Linked DNA regions of Mus musculus: all the other regions are linked to region 1. The links are chromatin contacts, called in public HiChIP or PLAC-seq and promoter capture Hi-C maps. All regions are on one chromosome and are shown on one strand. The core of a region is the stretch at or near the end of the contact, and the rest is flanking DNA. Distances in the headings are between cores, read along the strand shown. Region 1 holds the start of Mgll (monoglyceride lipase). Region 2 holds the start of Efcc1 (EF hand and coiled-coil domain containing 1). Region 3 holds the start of Isy1 (ISY1 splicing factor homolog). Region 4 holds the start of Rpn1 (ribophorin I). Region 5 has its middle 19 kb from the start of Mir6376. Region 6 holds the start of Gata2 (GATA binding protein 2).

Evidence for each region. Promoter capture Hi-C pulls out the DNA fragments that hold promoters and counts their contacts. HiChIP or PLAC-seq counts read pairs in DNA pulled down with a chosen protein or histone mark.
Region 2: a promoter capture Hi-C map of embryonic stem cells shows a contact between it and region 1. The contact joins the promoter of Efcc1 here to the promoter of Mgll in region 1. A contact is called at or near these places in 3 of 39 promoter capture datasets (embryonic stem cells, liver and stem cell-derived epiblast-like cells).
Region 3: a promoter capture Hi-C map of fetal liver shows a contact between it and region 1, with 3 times the contacts expected there. The contact joins the promoter of Isy1 here to the promoter of Mgll in region 1. A contact is called at or near these places in 5 of 39 promoter capture datasets (erythroid cells, fetal liver, hippocampal neurons and 2 more).
Region 4: a promoter capture Hi-C map of hippocampal neurons shows a contact between it and region 1, with 4 times the contacts expected there. The contact joins the promoter of Rpn1 here to the promoter of Mgll in region 1.
Region 5: a contact with region 1 is called in an H3K4me3 HiChIP or PLAC-seq map of embryonic stem cells, with 4 times the contacts expected there. The contact joins the enhancer-like site here to the promoter of Mgll in region 1. A contact is called at or near these places in 5 of 39 promoter capture datasets (embryonic stem cells, hippocampal neurons and stem cell-derived epiblast-like cells) and 1 of 115 datasets of contacts at active chromatin or transcription factors (embryonic stem cells).
Region 6: a promoter capture Hi-C map of stem cell-derived epiblast-like cells shows a contact between it and region 1, with 2.3 times the contacts expected there. The contact joins the promoter of Gata2 here to the promoter of Mgll in region 1. A contact is called at or near these places in 4 of 39 promoter capture datasets (cranial neural crest, embryonic stem cells and stem cell-derived epiblast-like cells), 2 of 484 Hi-C or Micro-C datasets (both in embryonic stem cells) and 1 of 115 datasets of contacts at active chromatin or transcription factors (embryonic stem cells).

Annotation. Positions count from the first base shown.
Region 1 is chr6:88,722,682-88,726,524 of GRCm38.p6, forward strand. Mgll (monoglyceride lipase) reads left to right here and starts at 1,731. Exons shown (of 8, transcript NM_011844.4): 1 at 1,731-1,890; 2 at 3,020-3,164. The coding sequence starts at 3,040. The region is part of intron 2 of Gm26588 (a long non-coding RNA gene); the gene reads right to left.
Region 2 is chr6:87,728,983-87,732,825 of GRCm38.p6, forward strand. Efcc1 (EF hand and coiled-coil domain containing 1) reads left to right here and starts at 1,887. Exons shown (of 8, transcript NM_001159697.1): 1 at 1,887-2,558; 2 at 3,692-3,843. The coding sequence starts at 1,911.
Region 3 is chr6:87,836,666-87,840,508 of GRCm38.p6, forward strand. It overlaps Isy1 (ISY1 splicing factor homolog), which reads right to left and starts at 2,094. Exons shown (of 11, transcript NM_133934.4): 1 at 1,979-2,094. The coding sequence starts at 1,981.
Region 4 is chr6:88,082,275-88,086,117 of GRCm38.p6, forward strand. Rpn1 (ribophorin I) reads left to right here and starts at 2,199. Exons shown (of 10, transcript NM_133933.4): 1 at 2,199-2,520. The coding sequence starts at 2,257.
Region 5 is chr6:88,121,689-88,125,531 of GRCm38.p6, forward strand. No RefSeq gene overlaps it. Among named protein-coding and RNA genes, the nearest start is that of Mir6376, 19 kb to the left of the region's middle. Within about 2 kb of position 2,008, at least 50 of the 459 cell types and tissues checked have an H3K27ac peak or open chromatin away from gene starts, as enhancers often do. A contact at or near this core is called in embryonic stem cells, where this site is marked.
Region 6 is chr6:88,196,597-88,200,439 of GRCm38.p6, forward strand. It overlaps Gata2 (GATA binding protein 2), which reads left to right and starts at 2,068. Exons shown (of 6, transcript NM_008090.5): 1 at 2,068-2,285; 2 at 2,921-3,193; 3 at 3,623-3,843. The coding sequence starts at 2,965. It overlaps Gm38708 (a long non-coding RNA gene), which reads right to left and starts at 787. Exons shown (of 4, transcript XR_001785312.2): 1 at 22-787.

The DNA of each region.
Region 1 (3,843 bases), core at 481-2,980:
ATAGTAAGGATACTGTTAAGGCCCAGTCCAGCTTTGAGAACAGGCTCCCAGTCCTTCGCCTGAGCTTGCTTACCCTAATCCTGACCTGCCAGGAAATACAAAATCAACTCCAAGAAGTCATTTAGCCACTCCTTCTGTGTCCAAGCCCTGGAGACCTGCCTAAGGCAGAGGGTGAGCTAGGTCCTTCTGCATGGCCTGCAACCAATCTGTCTTTCAGAGACCCCTTTTACCATTCAAGTCAAGTTAGATTGCAGCCTCACCTTAGGTGGACACTACCACTGTGCTGCCCTGACAATGATACTATTCAACCCTGCTATTTTGCAAAGTGGTTGGCCAAGAAGAAAGCCCTGGAAAGCCTGAGGAGATGGGTGTGGGTTGGGGTCATCCTTCCTCTGCAGCTGTCACTCACAGGTGGCAGGCATAGGACACAGTGGACAGGCTGTAAATTTAGTGCTGGATTCCAGACTCCACAGCCACATAGGCAGCTGTGCTAGTGGGACCTGGATCCTGGGGCACCTAGGGGAAATGGTTTCATGCAGTGTGTGTGTGTGTGTGTGTGTGTGTGTTTGCTTGCAGTATGTCTGCTTCCTTCTCAGAGCTCTAAGCGCTTGTGCGTGAATGTCACGCATCTTTAGCTCTCTGGGTGTATATGGTGTGTTGTTTTTCTCTGTTGTGAACAAAAACATGGGGAAAGGAGCTACTTCTGCTGCTGAGGCGGAAAACTAAAGGGAAGCTGTGTCTGCTGAGATTAGCTGGCTGATTAAAGTTTCAGTACTATGGAGAGGTTGGAATGTTCCAGGTCCAGAGGCAAATTACTTTATTTTGGGCTAAGTTCGGGCCCTCAGGAACAGCCATTTCTTTCTTGCCCCTCTTTGTTAGAACTAACTTCTTGAGGCAATAGATGAACACTGTTTAACTATTGATTTAACACGATAGTTAGCTTCTACAAATCCAAAAGTTAGCAATGCTATCAGATAGCATTTTGAGCCTATAGGAACACTTTCCCATTTCACTGTTACCTGACTCTCTGTTGTACCCACCAATGTATTTTAAACTTGCCTTGATATACGGCTTTATCTGTTCTGTAAAACTATTTTAAAAACAAAACAAAACAAAACAAAAACCAAAAAAACCCAAAAAACTTCCCGAAACTGCTTTCACATAGGAACATGGAATTAGGGGTAACTTAAATCTGTGTTTCCAGCTCATGGTCATTCAAAATGGCTCCAGAATAATCTTTTCCCCTGTAAGATGAGAGCTGTGGTTTCTGCGCTGACACTCACTGTGTGTGTGGTGTGTTGTTTTTATCTGTGTGCATGGTGTCTAGGGCGTGTGCGTCCATGCTGTGTGTTTGTATTCATGTAGTAACTGTGACATTCACTTGTACCTCTGTGTGTAGTTTGTATCTGGGGAAGGGTCCTGAGGATGTGTCCTTGTGGGTGTGCCTACACCTGTGCTATCTGAATGTGGGTCTCGCACGTGTGCAACTGTAAACATGTGCATGCAGTTCTAGTGAGCGTGTTTCTGCTCCGGGGACCAGTGTGAGGGTCTGTGTTCTCGACTGTGCGCATGGGCTGGAAGGGCCCCATAATTCGGTTCAGTGCCCCGTGAAGGTCCCCCACGCGGCCAGGAAAAGCGCGAGGCAGGTCGGCGGGCGATGCCCCGCTCCTCCCCGGGGGCCGGGCACACGTGGGGCCCCGGCGCCGCCTCCCCGCGCGTCCCCACCCAGCGGGCCGCCCCCGCCGCCGAGCGGCTGGGGATAAAGTGGCGGCGCAGACGCCGCGCCCTATCGCTGCGCAGCCGGCCGCGCGCAGTAGTCTGGCTCTAGCCCGCCGCAGACCCGGACCCGCGTGGTGCTCGGGGAACGTGACAGCGGCGCTCGTGGCCCGGGTAACTGCCTCCCGCCCCTGCCTCAGGATAGGAGCCGCCGCCAGGGGTCCCCTGCGCGCGTGTGCGTGCGCACGAGTGTGCGCGCGTGTCAGCGTGTGCGCGTGAACGCGCCCCTCGCGCCCTCGCACCAACCCCCAAACAGACTTGTGCCCGTCAACTGCATCTTCCCAGACCGGTGTGGGAACAACGGCCAGGTCCACGTCCTGTGTGGCGTGCCGATGACAGCCGCGAGGTTTCCTTCCCTAAGCGGTCGCGGGCGGGCAAGAGGCAAAGTTTGTCGGAGAATCGGGGTGACTTTGCTCGGGGACCCGCATCTGCGCGAATGCGCGGTGCCGCGGAGCGCGTCTCGCAGCAGCTCCGGGCTGGGGACCGGCTGTCCCTCGCTCCCGGAACCCCTTCAGGGGTGTGTTCTGGAAAAGTGGCGACATGAGCTAGAGCTGGAGCAGCAGGAGGGAGCAACTCGCACCCCTGCAGCCCAGGCGGGGAGGGCGCGGACCCCGTGGTGCTGCCCTGCGGCCGCGATGAGGGAACAGCCCTCGTTTGCCTGGCGCTGATACTCGAGGCTGTGGCGGTAGTGGAATGCAAAAGCCAAGACTAATGGAAACAGGTTTGTCATGGCATCTTTGGCATTCAGAAGGGAAAAATCGCTTGGGGCGCGTCACCTACTTATTATGCCCCCTGAAACCCGCACAGTGGAGATTTTAGGAGAGATGGGTCCTTGCAGCTGGGGCTTTGTACCCACGGAACTGACTGTAATTTCCGCTTGATTACAGCTAAAATAGTCTTTAAGATGAAGTTTCCTGAGATGATTTAAAATAAACACAGATGGGAGGGGGGCTATACTGAGGCACTTTAAAAAAATAAAGTGAGCATTTTCTTAAGGACAAACAGGACTTTTCAATCTTGAAGGGGTTTGCAAGAGATGTATGTAATTTTAAAATATATATATCAAATTGGGGTTTGGTGGGGTTTTTTTTGTTTGTTTGTTTTGTTTTTTGTTTTTTGTTTTTTGTTTAATTGCCTAGAAAAGAAGCCACAGCCACAGTCCTGACTCAAAAAAGGCTTTCTTTCCTCCCATATGGACATAAGTGTATTTCTGACTTTAGAATATGTCCACCTTTCTTCCAAGGGCCTAAAGACCCCTGCAGGATGCCTGAGGCAAGTTCACCCAGGCGAACTCCACAGAATGTTCCCTACCAGGACCTGCCTCACCTGGTCAATGCAGACGGACAGTACCTCTTTTGTAGATACTGGAAGCCCAGTGGCACACCCAAGTAAGTCCTCTCCTCTTCGTCCTCCTTCATCGCACCTGCTCCTCCTCCTCCTCCGTCATCATGAGGGCCACCCTTTCCGTGACCTGCCTCTCATGTCACTGACACCCCTGGCACAGCGGTGTTAGCAAAGTTGTGAGCTATACTTTATGCTTTTCTTTAAAATGACGGCTCAAGAGTTCTCTTTTCACTACAACTAGGATAGGAGTCCACTGTCTGGCAGTTTTCAAAGATTCATATGACTTTTTTTTTTGTACCAGAATTGATTCCCTGTTGCAAGCATTTATTTAAAAGCAAACCCAACAATTTAAAAAAAAAAAAAAGCCAGCGAATGCATAAGAAAACTAAAATTATATGTGCGCGTATCTGTCTTTTTAACCTCTGCTGTGTGCTCCTGCTTAGTTCTGAGCTTCAGAGATGACACCCAGCTAGCTGGGAGGAGAGGGGCCTGGGGTCTCCTTCTGGTTTCTCGCCAGCTCAGTGACTTTCCTATCCAGGATCTGCCTTGCTGCTGGAGACAGACTGGGGCTGTGCCCAGCCCCGCAGCTGCTCCCCACCACCCTGTTCCTCTTGGGTGAAGCAGGAAAAGCCCGGCTTGTTTGTGATAATCAGGGAAGAGAGTAGCTGTAGCAACCTTGGCCTGGTGACTAGTCACTGTTTCCTGTTCCTTGTTTTGGGGAAA
Region 2 (3,843 bases), core at 637-3,136, 990 kb before region 1:
CAATTTTATATTCTATTCAATATTATCAGCACCTGTTTTAATATAAAAAGTGTTTTACACTACCTACATTTTTCTCCCCCCCCCCAAAAAAATCAAATAAAGATGATCTAGGAATACAAAAAAAAAAATGCAAGCAAACACGCAAATAACAATTACACAGGAGACCACCTTAAATTCCCCCTTTTAATCTTATGTGTATAGGTGTTTTGCTTCTATTTATCTATGTGTCATGTGCATGCAGATGAGGGCATTGGATTCTCTGGGACTGAAGTTACAGATGGTTGTGAGCCACCTTGAGGGGACAAGAATTGGACCCAGGTCCTCTGGAAGAGCAGCCAGTGCTCTTAACCACTGAGCCATCTCTGCAGCCCCAGAAGGTCACCTTCTATTAGATTCCAGTCATATGAATATCTAGAATAAGCAGATTATGGATTCATAAAGTAGTCGCTTCCCTTAGCAGAAGGACAAGTTAGAGACTGAGCAGTATTGGGGTGCACATGGTGAGGGCAGGGTGGGGATGGAGGGAGTAGAAATATTGAAGTACTAGACTGTAGTTGTGGTCAGATAACTGTAACATACTAAAAACTGTTGATCTGTACATCTTACAGTGCAATCTCCCATTTCAGCAAAAGAGCCAGTGCACCGATAGCAAAGGGTTCACCATCACCAGAAACAGCAACCAGATGTTCTGTGGCTGCCATTCCTTATGTGCATCCTTGTAGAAAGCATCCAGTAATGTTCTGTGCAGTGTTGTTATTATCACATACCATTCATTAGTCATAACAGTCACAATAACTGCTGTAGCGTGTTTCCTCGTTTATCCCTGTTCCACGATTTGTCCTGCCTGGGCCCCTGCTGAATATCAGCTTCTAGCCATTATAATCAATAATGTGGTCAATGAACATGCTGTGCATGTGGTTTTCCAAGGTAGAAGCCAAGGTATGGTATTGTACATTATTCCGTTAAATTGCCATTGGTTTTATAATTAACATATATATGTACACATGTATATCCAAAATGCTTGGGATGTCTGATTCCTTCCCGAAGTGTGTGGAACAAAGGACAAAGTGCTGGTCGGGGGTGCTATAATGGAGGAAACAAAATGATAATGCTTTTCAACTGGGATTTGTACACAAAACAAGATCTGCTTATCTAATAGTCAAGGGCCGCTGAGTTTGCTCTTCGCTCCAATATGGCTGGGTAAGGTTCCCATGGCAAGCGCCAGACGGAGTCAATACTACATTTCTGTGAAAGAGAGAAGAAAAGCCAGTTAGCTCTCAAGAGCAAGCAGGTCTGCCCAGCATCTTCCAGAATCAAGTTCTAGGGCACCAAAGAAAATAGTGGCCAAACAACTGTTTACCTCATCCCAGCCAGCGGAAGGAGCTCAGGCCAAGCAACCACCTGGAGCCCAAAGGTGGCCGCGGTAGACAACCACTTTCCTCTCACCAAAACTCTAACTTCATCCACGTCCAAGTTTGTTTCCTCCTCGGTTCTAGTTACGAGGAGGGAGGGAGAGCTTAGGAAGCAGTCTGGAGAAGAGGCAGAGAACGGCCGGCCGAGGGCTGGGAATTGCAGAACACAACAGCAGGCGCAGGCGCTCCAGCCTCTGGTGACAATAGCGGAAAGGCCTGGAGAGGGCAAAAGAACTGAGTCAGGAACTGGTTACAGTGATGGGGATGGGGATAGGGATGGGGAGCGATGGGGAGTGCAGGTCAAGGCCATTACTAGAGCGCGTAGCTCCAGCGCCTCCCATCGGGACAAACACAGACGTCCTGCACAGTCCACGCAGCTGCCTGGATACGGTCCCGTGCCTCTCTGGCCTGACCGTGGCCGCCCAGCCCCTCCCTCCGCGGACGCGGGCGGCTGTCTGAAGGCGCCGATCTGCCGAGAGAAACCGCCAGGGTTTGGGCATGGAGAGCTCGGCGGGTGACCCATACCGGCGACCTGCGCGGCGCACTCAGTGGCTGCTGAGTGCCTTGGCTCACCACTACGGGCTGGACCGCGGCGTGGAGAATGAGATCGTGGTGCTGGCTACCGGTCTGGATCAGTATCTGCAGGAGGTTTTCCACCACTTGGACTGCCGGGGAGCGGGCCGCCTACCGCGCGCCGACTTCCGTGCGCTCTGCGCGGTACTGGGGCTGAACGCTGACGGGGAGACGGCCACGGAGGACGCAAACTCCGCGGAGGCGGCCTCCACGAACCCGGCTGCTGGGATGATCGCTGGCGGGGACGCGGACGTCAGGGAAGAGGCGCGCCTGGCTCTGCGAGCCGACCCTCCAGAGCTCACCTTCCGCCAGTTCCACGCGCGCCTCTGCGGCTATTTCAGTAGCCGAGCGGGGCCCCGGCTGCCCCGCGGAGCTCTTAGCGAGCACATCGAGACACAGATCCGCCTCCGCCGCCCGCGCCGCCGCCGCCGGCCTGGCTCACCGAGCCTGCACGGTGGCGCCTATGGCGAGCGGGTGGCACATCTAGAGGAGGAAAACAGTAGCCTACGCGAGCTGGTGGAGGACCTACGGGCTGCGCTGCAGAGCAGTGACGCGCGTTGCCTGGCCCTTCAGGTGCGAGGGATGCCTCGGGTGGAGACAGAGACGCCCCACCGCGGCCCAGCCCCTCCTCAGCTGGTTCTCTCCGTTCCCCATTCCACCCCCTTCATTCCAACTTCCACCCCAATGTATCATTCCTTAAGATCCCAACTTCCTACCCAAGTCCCTTCTAATCCTAGAAGGAACCTGTTTAAGTAGCCAAGTAGTGATGGGTCAGCACACATCCTTCTTCGGGAGGTTTAAGGAAAACAAAGGACTGACTGCCCTTCCCCAAGTCAGCGAAACTTGTTGAATCCCTCACAGCCAGGCCTCTAGCCCAGGTGAGAAAGACAATGATGGCCAGCAATGAGGGCCAGGCTCACTCTGAGCTATTGAGGTGGAGCCATTGAGTGAGCTGGTCTCTGGGATCAGTCAACGAACACTTGAGCCCTCGGTGTTCAGTGTAGCTCAGGTGACCAGCTAAGGGAGAAAAGGGGCCCTTATAGGCGTATAGGAAGAGGACCTGCGTTACATTGGTGTCTCCTGTCTCCTAGTTGCTGCAGAGTACAACTAGGTGTCAAAGTGGCCTTCGTGGTTCATATGTCTGCCAGGAGAGTGTAAGATGGGGCAGAAGGAACCCTGGGAGTGCGTAGAGTAGTGTGTGTGTGTGTGTGTGTGTGTGTGCGCGCGCGTGTGTGTGTGTGTTGCCTGAGACTAGGTCTCTCATTTAAAAGGGTCTCTCCGTCTTTCACGCTCAAGTGCCTACTGGGCACATTGTCCCAGCTTCCTTTATGCTTTGGAACACTGCAGAAAACAAAACAGATCAACCCCGTTTCCAAGGACAGTCCAGAGCACAGATCTCAGAAAGGGCGGAAATTTCAGTCTGCTCTTTAATCTGTGCCTTGAGTCCAGTGAATTAGGAGCAGCGTACACTGGATGCAGGAATTAAGCCTAGAAGGCACGACTTTGGGGGATTACTGTCACCATGCAGAAAAACAGAGGGTGGACTTCCTGTCCCAACTTCCCTCGTGGGGGGTGGGGGTGAGGGGTATTGCATACACTTGCTTTAGCCGCTTGTGCCAGTTGCTCAGTGAGCTAGCTTTGTGGTTGTAAGGGGATGACCCCGTAGACTTCTGCAGTGGTCACTCACTGTGGCTTCCCGCGGACAGGTCGGCCTCTGGAAAAGCCAGTCGGACATCCCAGAAGCGGCGGCGCACGAGCTGCAGCGAGCGCAGGGCGCGCTGGCAGAGGCGGAGGCGCGCGCCCGGCGGCTGCAGCGCGGACAGGTGGAGGTGCGGCTGCGCACCGAGGAGGCTCGGCA
Region 3 (3,843 bases), core at 844-3,343, 890 kb before region 1:
GATGGATGATGGACTAGAAGGGACATTAAAACATTTAAGAACCCTCATTAAAAATAGGTTGTAAAAAATCTAAACCTACCATTGGTTGGTTTCTGGCTTTTTGAGACAGCATATTCTGTGTAGCCCTGGCTGTCCTGAGACTTGCTCTGTAGACTAGACTGTCTTTGAAGTTAAAGATTGGCCACCTCTGGCTCCCGATCTTTGGGATTAAAGGCATGTGCCGCTGCCATCACCAGGCTGGTTTTTATTTTTTAAAATCATACACATGTGCAGAATGTACTGTGATCATATCTATTAACCTCTCTGACCCCTCTCTCACTCCTGATACGATAACGTATGCACCACCATACACCACTCTAACCAGAAAACAGCCTAGTTGTCTGTCTGCTGCCAGTGGCTATCAGAGGAGAGCATCAAGACTGGCTTTTGCAAAGTGATGTTCATTTAAGTGCTGCCGCAGCAGTGTTAAGTCAATGGTCCCTAAATGTTACACAGGATCAGGAAGAGAACAGTTTTTTTCAGTTGGATTGTGAACTACACAGAAAGCGCACCTGCTGAATTTGGAACTAGAGATTTTGCTCCTAGCTCTTCCTCTCACCATCACTGAGACGTGGTCTCACCAAAATCTAAGTTTCCCTTCACAGCACATATTGTAGCTTTTATCTTGCAACGTTATGATGACTTACTCAGATAAACGCATGAAGTCAAGCAGAAACAGACACACAGTCTAGAGAGTCAGCAAGATGAGTTTAATTTAACTTGCCCTTCAGATTGCCCCTTCCAATCAACTCTGAAAGGAACCTGGCCAGTGGAAGGTGGATATATGAACATGACATCAATACAGGACACACCCTCCTTCAGAAGTAGCTGTTCAAGACCACTGTTTCCTCTCCTTTTTAGGTTTCTGTTCTCAACAGTCTGTAGTGTCCAAAACATCCTCTGTAAGCATTCCATGGCTTCCTTAAATGTTTATGCATCTGTTTTATTTAACAGGAGTATGTATCTGTTTGCCCCTATGTATGTGTAAATACCACCCCGCCCAAAGTGTATTAATGTTTTTTTTCTACTTAGTATTATAAAGCACAGACTGACAAGAAGGCCTATATATTTGAATGTGTCCATATTTTGCACGTGGTTATGCATATACTTACACCTGATCCTTAAACATAATTTGGTATATGCATATAGATAAATATCTACCAAAATGGGCTGGTTTTGTAGATAAGACTATACAGATTTCAAAGACATCAATAAATCTCAGAAGTATGAAAGCCACTCCGTATACTTTTAAGGGGATTTTTACCTTTAATTTTTTAATATTTTTTGTATGTGTATGAGTGCTTTGCATGTATGCATGTAAGTGCACCACATGAGTGTCTAGTGTCACTTAACAAGTGGGTGTTGGATCCCCTAAAACTAGAGTTTTGGATGATTGTAAGCAACCATGTGGGTGCTGGGAACCAAAGTGAAGTGGTTTTTGATCACTGGGCCATCTCTCGAGGTCCACGGACACTTTACTTTGAAATTACTACAGTAACTGCGCCTCTTTGAACCAACACTGTGTCTGATCTCATACTTCCATATTAAACGCTTCTTGAGTGAATGAAACCGAGAATCACAACCTCTCAACAGATCAGCCCATCCTATTCATTCACTCACGGTTATGTCACACACGTCTAGAGAATGTCAGATTCTGTCCTCGGTTTCAGGCAAGCAAAGGCGTGGAGACCCTGCCCTTTAAAAGGTCCTATCCGTGGAACCTGAGAACGCCCGGGCCGTTCAGTCTCTACGCATAATGTGCTTCACCCAGACTGAACCACCAAGACGCAATACAGCTCCCAAACTCAGTTTTCTTGCCATTTCTTACAGCTACGCCAGGTGGGAAAAGAATCCCGGCATAGGCCAGGGAGCCCGAGGCCGCACACTGGCCCAGACCTCGGGTCCCCCGTGAGCCCCATCCCTTCCCCAACGCACTCACCATGGTGCCGGCGAGGGCGCCCTGGCGCCGCTCTGCAACGCAACGTGCTCAGGCGCCCGGAACAAGGCAGGCAGACGCGGGAACGGAAAACAGCGGACAGTCTGGTCTTTTTGTCGGAAGACTAAATGGAAAGGACCGGAAATTAAGGACCGGAAGCGAGGGAGGGAGGACGAGGGAGGGGAGAGAATTGCAGTGGAGCTTCGGTAGGCGGCTTCCCGCCGACGCGTGTCCAGTGCGTCATCCCGCGCCTAAGTCAGCAAGACTACGCTTGCGCGGCAGGAATGTGTGCGTCATTTGTCGTTTGGTTTCGTTCTGCTGGTAACTGCGGTCAAAGATTCGCCTGCCTCTGCCCTTCCTGAGTCTTCTATGACAGCAGATGACCTTTTTGAAAATGACTGCACCTCTCTGAATGCACTGAGTGTTCATAGCCCCTAGGGACCCTGCGTGGAGTTCTGTCACCTGCCTGGACCCGCCAGGCGCAGGCACTGGGGCAAACCATAGCCATTGGGGCGAACCTGTCTTCCTGGGAGGCTTCTTCACCGCTGCCTGCCATTTACCTGGAGCTGAACAGTGACTGAGACTATGATCGTCCTCCTTTTAAGAAACGTGTATAATTATCATTATTCTTTATTAAAGGTGGCTGTTTCCATGAAACTGACAGATGTGATCGTGAAAGAAACATTTAAGCCAAGGAATCAGCTCTCTCTCCACACATTCCCAGAAGGCAGAGACCACATCTTTTAAAATACAGAGATGCGGTGGTGGCGAACGCCTTTAATCCTAGCACTCAGGAGGCAGTGGCAGGCGGATTTCTGAGTTCGAGGCCAGCCTGGTCTACAAAGTGAGTTCCAGGACAGCCAGGGCTACACAGAGAAACCCTGTCTCGAAAAAACAAATTAATTAATTAATTAAAATAAAATACAGAGATAAGGCCAGGCTTGTTGGCTAATGCCTTCAATCCCAGCATTTTGATGGCAAAAGAGGCCAGTTTCTGTGAACTGGTGGACACCCTGGTCTTCATAGAGAGGAAATCCAGGCGAGCCGGGGGTGCATAGTGAGAACTTGCCTCAAAAACTAAAGAAAAAGGCAGCTTGGATCCCAAGACTCAGAAGGCAGGCATATCTTTGAAGTTTGAAGCTAGTCTACAAAGTTAAGTTCCAGGATAGCCACACGAAACGACTCGAAAAACAAAAACGTAATGAGAAGAAAATGAAATACGGAGTAAGGTCCAGAGAAGAAAAAGCTACCTGGAGCAAGTGGGAAGTTAGAGACTACGTGAGTCACTTAGCAGAGATGGATTCTGGAAATGGTGGTGGGCTCTCCCACTGAGTCAACACTAAGGAGAGTACCCTGTCATAGTCCATGCAAGAATGTTACCACCGTGCATATAAGACCAAATTAGAGTCCCTTATTAGTTGGCAACTAGTGGGCAGGCTCTTGTCCCAAAGCACACTGCATCAAAGCTCAGGTATACGGCATTTATTGAGCTAAAAACCAGTGACATTTGCAGTCAGATGTAGGTGACAGGAACCAGAATATTTGTTTTGGTATGCATTTGGCAGACGTTTTTGGCTGTACATCTCAGCCATGGTCAGCTCACTATATCGGCTTTCCAAGATCTCAGCAGAGGCGTGAACTAGTAGTTCAGGATCAAACAGGTTCTGACAGATACTTTAGAACATATATGTAAGTGGGCAGCCGGTCACCCAACTAGATTCTGTGTCCCCCACTTCTTCCAAATAGGTTGTGGGGATGTAACCAAATGATTGTCGGTGGTGCTTTGGGTCAGGAGCCCCAAGAATTTTTGCCTTAACTCTTAATTTCTGCATTGCTAAAGCACTGATATTTCACATTCAGAGATTTGT
Region 4 (3,843 bases), core at 949-3,448, 640 kb before region 1:
GGGATTGCAAGGCTGCATCACTGTCCTTGGCTTTTTTTTTTTTTCCATGAGTTCTGGGGATCAAACTCAGATTTTCGTGCTTAAGTGGCAAGAATTTTACTGGCTGAGCTATCTCCCTAGTTACCCTCTTAACACTCTCAATAATGACTTTGTTATTTTTAAACATCTATTTATTTTATGTGTCTGAGTGTTCTGCCTGCATAAGTGTCCATGCACCACATCCTTGAAGTGTGAGTGGAGTACAGAAGGCAGTTTTAGATCCACTGGAACCAGACTTAGTGTTGTGAGAAGCCATGCAGGTCCTGGGAATTGAACCCTGGTCCTCTACTAGAGTATCCAAGAGAGGACTTAACTGCTAAGCCTCCTTTCCAGTCACCTAACTCTATAATTTTTAATTTTGGAAGAGTTGAAGAAAAATTGTCTCTGATGTTGGAGTGTTATTTTAAATGGCTACTATATTGCCCCTGCTATCCTCTGCAGAGCTTTGCCCTGGTGAATGTGTTAATAGTGTGGTCAGACTTTCTATTGTTGTTGTTACATTAAGGCAAAGTATTTTATGTTCTTTATTCTTTATTCTTTCCTTAGCCTCCTAAATACTGAAGCATTACAGGCATGTACCACTACTACAACCAGATAGCATTAAAAAAAGATTTATTTTTAAATTTATATTTATGTGTGTGTATGTGAGAGAGAAAGAGATACAGAGAGACAGATAAAGACAGAGACAGAGAGGAACAGAAGGAAGAACATCTGTGTATGGATGTTTGTGGAGGTTAGAGGGCATCAGATCCTTGCCTGACAGGCAGTTGTGAGCCTGGGAACCGGAAGAATTCAAGTCCTTTGAGAGAGCAGCAAATCCTCCTAACCACTAAGCTGTCTCTGCATACATAATGTATGTACTCGCGTGCAAACAGTAAGTAGTTTTGTTTTCTGGGCCATATAGTCTGGTTTGCAACTACACTACTGTTACTGTTGTACTGTGAAAGCAATCATAAGCTACGGACAAATGAACGTAGCTATGTTCCAATAAAACTTTATAGACACAGATAGATTGTTGGCCTGCAGGTGCTAATTTCCTGACTTCTGCTTTGTAGGGAGGAGCATGGCCAGCCCTCCATTCTCTCTTCTCATTGGCTGGTATCAATGTTTGAATATTTCCATCTCCTCCCAAAATTTACCTTCGAATTACATCCTTCAAGCAACAACATTGGGACGCATTCTCATTTGGGGAGTGGAGACTGTACACAACCATTGTGCAGGGGGCTTGGAGATTTTATAGGGTTGAAAAAAGGGAACTTTAGGGGAGCAAAGTTTTATCTGTAGATTTTTTCATATATATATATATACATATATACATACATATATATATGTATATATGTATATATATATATATATATATATATATATATATATATGGTTTCAAGGCCCAAAAAATGCCATTGGATGTTTTCGTCACTAAGCTGGCTTTCTTGTCAGGTGTATCAGTACACTGACTACAGTTTCTCTGCTCACTTGAAGTTCATTGTTTTTGGTCATTAATTCTTCAGTGTGACTTTGGGAGATGATAGCACTAGAGGAATCCATCTGCAAGATGCCTTTGTAAAAGGGCTTGCCTCAGAGAGACCCTTTCCTGCCTTTCTGTCATATGACGATATGCAATGCCTTCCTTAGAAGGCATGCAATGTCAAAGTGCCACCTTGGTAGTAAATAGCAGCCCTCACCAGACAGCTAGTCCTGCCAGTGACTTCGCCTTGGACTCCTACAACTGTGATAAATGTCAACAGGTATCTGAGGTTAATATCATCAACCTTGGTTAGTTGCTTAAGGTTTCTGCCATCACTCACATTAATGGTTGAACTAAATATTAGAGGAGAGACTTGAGTTTCTGGAAATTTCCCATTTTCCTTTAAACTTTTGCCCACTTAGCATTCGTATCACTATAGAGAAGGCAAAGTTAGTTCCTTAGACTAAGCTATAGTATACTGTTTTTGAGCTGAGAGGCCAGAGTTATTTTGCATAAGCATGAAGGAAACAGACAGGATATAAGGAAATCAGGGGTGAATACGGCTATTAAGCGCCCCAAGAAGTACGCCTGCACTTTAAGATTTTCAATCAGGCGCCCCACGATCGCCCGGTTGCCCTGGAGACGGGGTCCTTTCTGACCGGGCCCAGCCATCTTGTGGTGCTGTTGGCCAATCAGCGGTTGCGCCGTGGCGGGGGGGCGGGGCGCGTGTCGGTGGCGCTCAGCTCGCGGTCATGGAGTCGCCGGTCGCCTTGCTGTTGCTGCTGCTGCTATGTCTCGGGGCCTTGGCCCCGACGCCCGGCAGCGCCTCCTCGGAGGCTCCGCCGCTGGTCAACGAGGACGTGAAGCGCACGGTGGACCTGAGCAGCCACCTAGCCAAGGTGACGGCTGAGGTGGTCCTGGTACACCCGGGCGGCGGCTCCACATCACGAGCCAGCTCTTTCGTTCTGGCCCTGGAGCCAGAACTGGAGTCGCGGCTTGCGCACCTAGGCGTGCAGGTGAGCGGAGGGAGGAGCCGGCGAACCTCACGCGGGATGCCTGAGGCGATCGGGGATCCCTGGGGAGGGGCGGGGAGGTTGAGGGCGTTAGGGATCCTCCAGGTGTCTGGTTGTCTGAAAGGCAGGTGTTGGAGGGGGACAGCGGAGAGGTTGGGGTCCGCCGTCTCTCTTGTCCGCGTGTCCTCTCGGACACGTCAGCACAAGCTTCCGAGCGTGGGGCACCGCCCACGTGGCTGCTCTGGAGCCCAAGGCGACCCCTTGGTCCCCTGGCGACCTCCTTCCGCACCCCAAGAGGATCTTGGCTGTGGCCGGGTGCGGTACTTCGGGTACCCAGCTTCTTTTCTGTCCCCTGGACTTGCTCGTCTAGTGGAGGACTATCAGTGAGTTAAGACAATTTATTTCCTGAATGCAATTGACTGGTGTAGTCTGTTCTCTCCAGACAGCAGCGTTCAGAAATACAGCAGGTTTCTGGTATTAAAGTTTGTCATTCCTCGCACCCGGTTAATGTAACACTCCTCTGAAAGCTGCTGCTTAACGCTTTCTTAATGTTCAGACTAATTGAAGAGTCAGCCCCTTATGCTGTACAGAAAGGTGAAGCCCAGGTCTGTTCCTCCCCACCGTCTCTCATTGGAACACTTCAGCATTTAGCCTTCTGTACTTTTCATTGAATACACTTTTATACCTTTCAAGGAAAGAAATCGCTGGCTTTGGGAATAGAGGGAATATCCACACAGGTTAATTTTTATTACTGTTCTCATTAACTATATTCATTAAGTGATTACCCAATTTACTAGGAGACTAAGCACACCACATTCTTTTTAACTGTATGGAGCTATAAAGCTGGACTTATAATAGTCACTGAAGTGACTCCTGTCCCCTTTACATTGAAGCCTTGTTCATGCTCAGCATGGCTTTCCTCAAATATTTCTGGAAAGACATTCATGACTTCATTGGATGCTCAGTCCTGTTTTGTGAAAATCAGTCATGACTTAATGAAGTCATAGTATAATCAGATCACAGCAGAGGCTTACCACCCTGCTGCTGTCCTGGTGGGAATTGCATACAAGTTGGGTCCCTCTACATGGCTCAGAGCATCCAAGTTCAATTCCACAGCCATCGGTAACTCCAGTTTCAGGGTGCACAGACCCACTTGCAAGCAAAACACCCATGTACATTAAAAGAAAAATTAGGAAAAGAAAAGGCTGTGGCAGGTATTTTAAGAACATTCCCCACCCTATAGCAACCTTTTGAGGCATAGGAATTCTTACATGACTGTGGAAGTATCTGGCTTTGGAGCTTATTAACCCCCCTCCCCCAAATGAA
Region 5 (3,843 bases), core at 758-3,257, 600 kb before region 1:
AAATGTAATAATAATAATAATAATAATAATATAAATAATAATAATAAATGCTATTGAGAGCTCAGCTGTCCTGTGAGGCATCTCCTATGTGGGGCACCACTGTGGATTCTTCCAAGTACCAGCCATCTTTCTGAATTTGTTCCCCATAAAGGAAAAGGCTCTGGGAAAGGATGGGGGATGGCCCCCTGAGACTGCAGAACTCACTCCTTCAATGTGATTCTCCTCTCTGAGCCAAGGGGAAGGAAGCTACATTTCCTGAACATCCACCACACACCAGGCACAGCCATCATGCAGCCTGCCTGCAGTTAACCCCCAAGGCCACAAGAGCCAAGCCAGGCCCCTTGGACAGTCCAAGGGACCAGGGCTCTGTGCTGAAGCTGCATGCCCAAAGGCCTGGCTGGGACTGGGGCCAGACTGCCTCAGAGGTGTGAGACTCTAATATTCCCACCGTGCTCCCGTAATAGGAGCAGACCCCTCAGCAGGTGTCTCTCTCCTGGACCCTTCCCAGCTCTTGGGCCCTTTCCCATGTGAGGTCCTGTTTCTCAGCCTGGTTCCTGTGAGCACAAATGTGGTATCCCACTCTCACCCCAGTCTTTCTCTGGGCCTTGTTTCTGATTGGCTGAAGCCATACCTACACTTCAGCAGCTGAAACCTTGGCTGAGACCACCTTAGGTTCATGCACAGTAGTGAGGCCAGTGCACATGGACTTTGCCCATGTCCCCAATAGTGGTATTTTTGGAAACTATAGGATGATGTCACAGAAGATATCATTTAGTATGCCCTAGTTTTATCTGTATCTATCTACCCACCTACCTACTTACCTACCTACTTACACACACAGACACACACACACACACAGTGAGAGTATTACCTACTTACACACGTGCACGCGTGTGCACACACACACACAAGTATTTATGTGTGTCTGTCTGTCTGTGTGTACATTATGCTTAGCTCTAAGCCATTCTGTTATCAATGCAGGATTTCCACCACAGAGAAGATAGCAGCTGGACTCGTGGCCCCTGCTCCTGCCTTCCCACAACCACATTTAACTGGCTCTTCAGTGTTGAATAGCTAAAAGTTTTCCAACAGCCAGGGGAGTTGACATGGCTGTCGCCAAGCAGGCTAATGTGCCCACTGCTGACTAGGATGTCATTTCAGGCTGTCCCTGACTTTCAATAGTTTGTCTTAGGATGTTAAAATGACATGCATCCAGTAAAAAAATTAAATGCTTTGAGTTATGAATTTGGGTTTTTCTCCTGAACGAGCAGTGGTCCTCGATTTTGCTCTCCATGTTGTACAGTGGAAAGTGAATGACGTCCATTGGCCCTTTGATCAGGAGTGGTTCACTGTGGCGTGCTGTACCACTAAGTTATGATGCTCAATTGAAGTTGGGGGTGTCCAGTTCATTGTCACTTTGAATACCTTTTTTTTGGGGGGGGGGGAGTTAGGGACCTTGCCACGATGCCAGGGCCTTAAACTTCTGAGCTCTGGTTACATATACCCCAGCCCCATGATAAAGGTCTTTGATTTGCAATCTTACAGCTTCTCTTGGTCTGGGGACAGTACAGAGAGAGCCACAGTTCTGCTTAGACAATTGCGTGATGTTTGTGAAATTGATGTCACATCAGAGAAACCGCTGTGCTCCTACGCAGTTGTCTGTTTAGCTCTGTGGTGGCTTTTGAAAAGGGGAATCAAGTGCTGTCAGTCTTATGGTCATGTCAGGTCAGGGCATGAACAGACGTTTCAGTGGCAACCCTGCTACTTAGATGGGCCAGGGGACTGGACTGTGAATTTTTAAAGCTCATGGTTTCCCAGAGTGTGGCGAGGTGATCACAGGCGACCCAACATTGGCCTCTAGCCTTTCCAGGCTCAAGCTGGGAGAAGCACGTTGTGCAGGATGGGCGACCCAACTTTGGCCACTAGCTTTTCCATGCTCAGGCTGGGAGAAGCACAGTTTCACGTGTGCAGGATGGGCAGCTGGGAGCAGGAGCAGCTCAAGAAGGACCCCTAGTGGCAGCATCATGTAGTGCTGCTGTCTACCCTGGGGCCCCGGCTCAGGTCCCTGTTCCAGGGAACAGGTCAAAAGTTCTGAGCAGGGTTACCTTTTCCTGGGGACAACAGCCTGCAAGGCTTATGTTTCTTGGCAGCCTGCTGTCTGCAAGTGTCTTCCTGATTTCTGCCATTCCTGGGTGGTCGTTCCCTACACCGAGTTTCTCTGGAGGGTCCTGACCCTGCCTCCTCCCACATTCCCCATAGACCACCCTCAAACAGGCAGCCTGGCTACGCCTACTTCATCTCCCCGGGAATCCCTGGGCCACACATCCTGATGGGTCTTAGAACTCCAGGCTTCCTTGCCGCCCAGAAACCGCCCCTTTCTTGCTCAGTTGATGGCACCGCCTCTCCCATCAGCTTTTCTGCACACAGCTTCTACCTTCGCCCTCATGGGGGCAGCCACTGCTCAGGAAAAAGACTCTGCTGCAGACCTGGCGTTCCCTGTCCAGGCCAGCCTCAGGCCCCTGATCAGTAGTCAGGGGTGTGGTTCTACAAAGAGACTTTTACCTGACTCCACTTCCTTCTGTTCGCTGGCTCTGAGAGTCTGCAGGGCCAGTAAGCAGAACCACAGCCCCTTTTGGGGACCAGGAACCCCTGTTTGGCAAAGGGACTTAGAAAGCTCTGAGATCAGTCCCAGCCCTTCCCTCTAAGAGACAGAGAGCCTTCTAACAGGCTAAACAGTGGAGACCAAGACAAACTGCATCCAGATCAGTGGTGCTGCCTAGAAAGTGTAATAGCCTCATAGGTTAGCTCACGAAGCACGCACGGGTGAGACCTTGGCTTCCGCTCCTAGCATCACACTGCCCCCAGAAGTATGTGCAGTGACTTTGACAGGAACTCAAGGGCAAGAGAGAATCCAAACCCAAGTCCTTCTGAAAGTAAAGCTATATCTCTCATGAGTCATCTCAGACCGATCCCCTAACTCTCCCTCCCTGGGACCTCACAGTGCTAGAGGGAAGCCATGGCTTCCCCACCCCCACCTTATGCTCCACCTGCTTCCCAGCATGCCCTGCTCCCCATGCACAAGGCTGCCCAGCAGCCCCTTGAAGCTACACAGCCATCCTGAGAGCCCGAAGGTAAATTCTTTCCACATTCATTCGTCCACACCTACTCTGAACTGTCCTGAGCACGTGAGGCACTGCAGAGAATGTAGCAACAGCCATCTTTGTTTGCCAGAAGAGAAGTGACATGGAAAAGCCAGGGCAGCCATCAAGTAGATGGGAGACAGCCTTACAGTTTCTTGTTATGGAAACCGAGGAAAAATTATGCACCGGCTTCTGATGCCCCAAGTGCGCCCTGCCCTGCTCTGCCACTATGCTTGTAACCTGGAACAATTGGAGAGGTTCCAAAATGTCCCCCCCTCTGAGACGGACATGGTTAGGTCTGCTTTCCACGACTCCTACTGACCACAGCACAGCTAGGGTCTGCTGCACTAGGGAACTCGGGTTGCTTGTGGATAGTGTGTAACTTTAATTATTTCAAGCCTTATTTTGAATTATGGTTCTTAAATGCTTTAACCTCCCTTGTAGCCCACCATCCACCAAAGGTAGTGGGAAAGAAAGGATACGTGGGAAATGAACCTGTTTAGTAAGGTTCTTTGGAGCAACTCCTGTCTGTGTTGTCCGGAAATCGGCAGTTCGGTTCACAGGTCAGCAGTGGCAGCTTGGTCCACTTGCAAACACTGCACGGATATACCAGCAGTTCAGCTTGGTAGAGACGGGATAGCAAACACAAATCAGCAGTGGTGGCCCTACCTAGCAGAGACACCAGGCCTCAGCTGACTTGAGT
Region 6 (3,843 bases), core at 818-3,317, 530 kb before region 1:
GGGAGAAAAGAGGGAAATTACCTGCTCCGGGCGAGGGGGAGGGTATCTGCTCGGAGACCCCCGCCTTGACAGCCGCCGCGCCGACTCGGTCAGGGCAGTTTCCTCTGCGCACCGCGTTCTCCTCCTAGAACTCTGCAGGGCCATGGAATTCGGCCGCATGGGGTACCGTTGTCGAAAATGGGGTTATCGCCGGCTTTGAGAGGCCTTTAGAATCTCCTGCTAGGTTCCAGGGACATAGAACAATCTGGAAACTCCACGACGATTTCGCCTTGCTCGTTAATGGAGAATCATGGGCTAAAGGCTGGGAGAAGCCGAGAAAGCCTTCCCGAAAGCGGGTCCTAAGTGAACCGCGCAGTGGGAGCGCGAATCTGGCTGGCACTGAGACCACCCACCTGCCCAGCCGACCCCGAGGCACTGCGGTCTCGCGCCCCTCTAGCCCCTGGATCCCTCTTGCTAGACCTCCCGCCTCGGCTGGGCGCGGACTCCCGAGCCTCCTGGGCCCCTGATGGCTCTGGAGCACAGAGGCGCGGGGAATACAGCGGACAGCAGGACCCCCCCCCCCCCGCGCCAGGGAGCAAGAGGCGCGGGTTTCCGGTCCAGTGGAGTTCTGCACCCCGGGCCCCAGGCCTTTACCTGTTCCAGGGCCTCGGACAGACAGATGGACGCCAGCCGCAGAGGCCAGAGGAGGCCCTGCCGTGCGCGCGCCCCCTCAGCGCTGTCCGCAGAGGACCTGGGAGGGGGTGACGGGGGCGCGCCCGAGAAGCTGAGCCCTCCTGGCTGGGCGCCCCCCGAGCCGAGGGGACCGAGGGCTTTCCACCCTCCTTGGATTATTAAAAAGTTCATTTCCTGGCGAATCGGGTGACGTCAGGGGCCCGGCGTCGCGGTGGCGGGGCCGCCGGGCCGGAGAAGCCGCCTCCAGTTACCCAATTACGGACTGTCAATCCTGCCGCCCCTCCCCCATCCTTGGGGGCGGCGGGGACCCCAGCCTTTCCCCAGCTCGGGACCAACCTGGGACTCCTCTGGAATTATTCTTTAGGGGTTTCGGTCCCTGCAAAGATAGAGGAGCTATGTGGAGGGCTCCAAGCTTGGCCAATCCATCGCACCTGTCTAGATTCCCCTAAAAGTCTTGGACTCACAAGCTTCTTTCTGGACTCTTGGAGTTTAGGTCTCCCATCTATAGCCAGGGAGGGAGCTAGGTTTGTATACTCGCCACTGAACTCACTTGTCTCTCCAGAATGGAGGTGTTGTGGAGAAAAACTCCAGGTGACTTTGGGGAAAAAGTGCTCACAACATTGCTTCCCTCTCCCTAAAGACCGTCTCGGGGACCCTTAGAAAGAAAAAATATATATGGTTAATACCCCGGGAGTCTCCCTTCAGCCGACTCTGGCGCCAGTTTCCCGCTCCACGGCCTCGCCCCAGGCAGTTCAGCCTGGTGGTCTACTAAGGCCCCGCCCGGAGCCCTTCCCCCTCCCTGGGCCACTGGCTTGACCGCGACCATTATTGGTCTAGCACAGCCTCAAGTGTCTTAGTGCTCAAAGTTCGGGTGCCCTAGAGAAGTCCACAATCCCTAGACTCATGTTGTCCAGCGGATCCTACCAGCCTCTTGCACAGCTATCCCTGATAGAAGGACAGAGAGTTTGGGGAGTCAGTTGGATTTGGGCTGGCCGTCGTCCGTAGCAGTGGAGGTGGGGCTCCGCCCGAGAGTAGAAAGCTGTGGTCCCAGCAGAGAGATACCCAGAAGGTGCACGTCTCGGCTCCTGGGAAGTCAGGGACCCTATTCGTGCCTAGTTGCTGGGAGGGCAGAGGTTGGAAGACCTGAGCGTCTGCCGGAGGGGTGCAGGGTCTGCCCACGGCGAAGGTCCCCTGGGGGGGGGGGGCGTTGGCATCAGAGGCCGCAGAGAGGGCGCTGGTAGGGGGCCAGGCAGCCTAGGAGGCCAGCTTGCGGGTCATTCCCGAAGTCCAGCGGCCAAAGCGGCGGGAGCAGCCAATGGGGGGGCGGAGGCTGGGCGGCGCGCGGCGCTGATTGGCTGGCGCCGGCTTCATAGGCGTGCGCGGCCCCCGCTTCACGTCTGTGCAGGAGTCGGCAGCTGGCGCCAGGGCGGCCGGAGGATGCAGAGGGGCCGGAGCCGGGCGGGCCGGAGGCCGAGACGCGCGCTGTCCCCCACCCCTATCCCGTGAATCCGCCGGCCCTGGAACGCGCTGTCGCTGGGCCCGCCGTACCCGGGCTCTCCTGGTGTCTCTTACTCTCTACTGCTGAGCCCTCCCCTTCCCGCGCCGCTGCGAGTGTAAGTTTGAGGTTCAGGGGGCTTGTGGACATTCCTAGGTTGGAGGGATCTCTGTGGAGCTCAGACCAGGATCTCCTGTGGGCGATTACGTTCTTATGCTTTGGGGAGAGGTTGGCTGACTGCTAGAGAGTGCATTGGGGACCGGCTCGCAGCCCCAGGAACTGCGGGTGCGTTTTTTGGGGTGGCCCGGGGTGTTGGGGGTTAGTTTGTGTATATATTGTCAAAGTGTTACGGGGGCGTGGGAGAGCGTGTGCCCCAGAGTGGATGTCTAGGCAACTGTCTCTAACTTTTAGTCAGAGTTTATGTGTTTGTGTGCCCAGAGGACAGGGGCACGGTGTGAGAACCTGATTTCAGTTCCGCGTGCGTTTTGGGGGGGTCACCGATGTCAGGACCTATCCGTGTGTGTGACCTCGTGTATGTGGAGTTGCGTCTGTGGGAACGCGAGTTTCCCTGCAAGTGTATGAGGCTGAACCCCTTCCTTCACCTTCCTTTCGTTTTAAACCTTGCGCTTTCCTTCCACCCGGGACTGGTCCTCAGTGAAGCTCCGATGGAACGTCTTTGCTCTCAAGACACAGACTTTGGGAATGGGGGTGTCAGAAGGCGGCAGTGTCCTTCACATTCCCTCTGTTATCCAGGGCCGCCCCACCTTCGCCTGGTTCCCAAGACACAGTAGTGGACCATGGAGGTGGCGCCTGAGCAGCCTCGCTGGATGGCGCACCCCGCCGTATTGAATGCGCAGCACCCCGACTCGCACCATCCGGGCCTGGCGCATAACTACATGGAGCCAGCACAGCTGCTGCCTCCCGACGAGGTGGATGTCTTCTTCAACCATCTCGACTCGCAGGGCAACCCTTACTACGCCAACCCGGCCCACGCGCGCGCGCGCGTTTCCTACAGCCCGGCGCATGGTGAGCTTTGGCCCCCGAGGTTTCTGGAAGCCTGGCGCCCGGGCCAGGCCTTGGAGGGGGGACGGCCTGTTGCTGCTTCCCGGATGTGGGATCCACAGGAATCTGAGCAGCTGCGAAATCGGGCCTAAGAAGATGGAGGCAGGGACTTCTTAGGGAGGGTCTGGGACCTGTAGGGTTTCGGTCCATTTCCAAGTGTCTTGGCGGGGGTGGGGGTGGGGGAATCCTTCTGGGCCCTGTCCGGTGGGGCTGCTGTGTCACTTGTCCTTCGGCCTTTCACTGACATTGCTGATGATTACAGGCTGAGGTGTTACGTTTCTGATGTTTTAAAGGGTGGGGCTGCTGATGGTAGTTCGCTGAGTTGTGATCCTGTGTGCCCGGGTCATGGCTCTGAAGCCCCTGGTCATCCTCACCCCCTTTCCCTCTGCACAGCCCGTCTCACCGGAGGCCAGATGTGCCGACCACACTTGTTGCACAGCCCAGGCTTGCCGTGGCTGGACGGGGGCAAAGCAGCTCTCTCTGCCGCCGCTGCCCATCACCACAGTCCCTGGACCGTCAGCCCGTTCTCCAAGACCCCGCTGCACCCCTCAGCTGCTGGAGCACCCGGAGGGCCTCTGTCTGTTTACCCAGGGGCTGCGGGTGGGAGCGGGGGA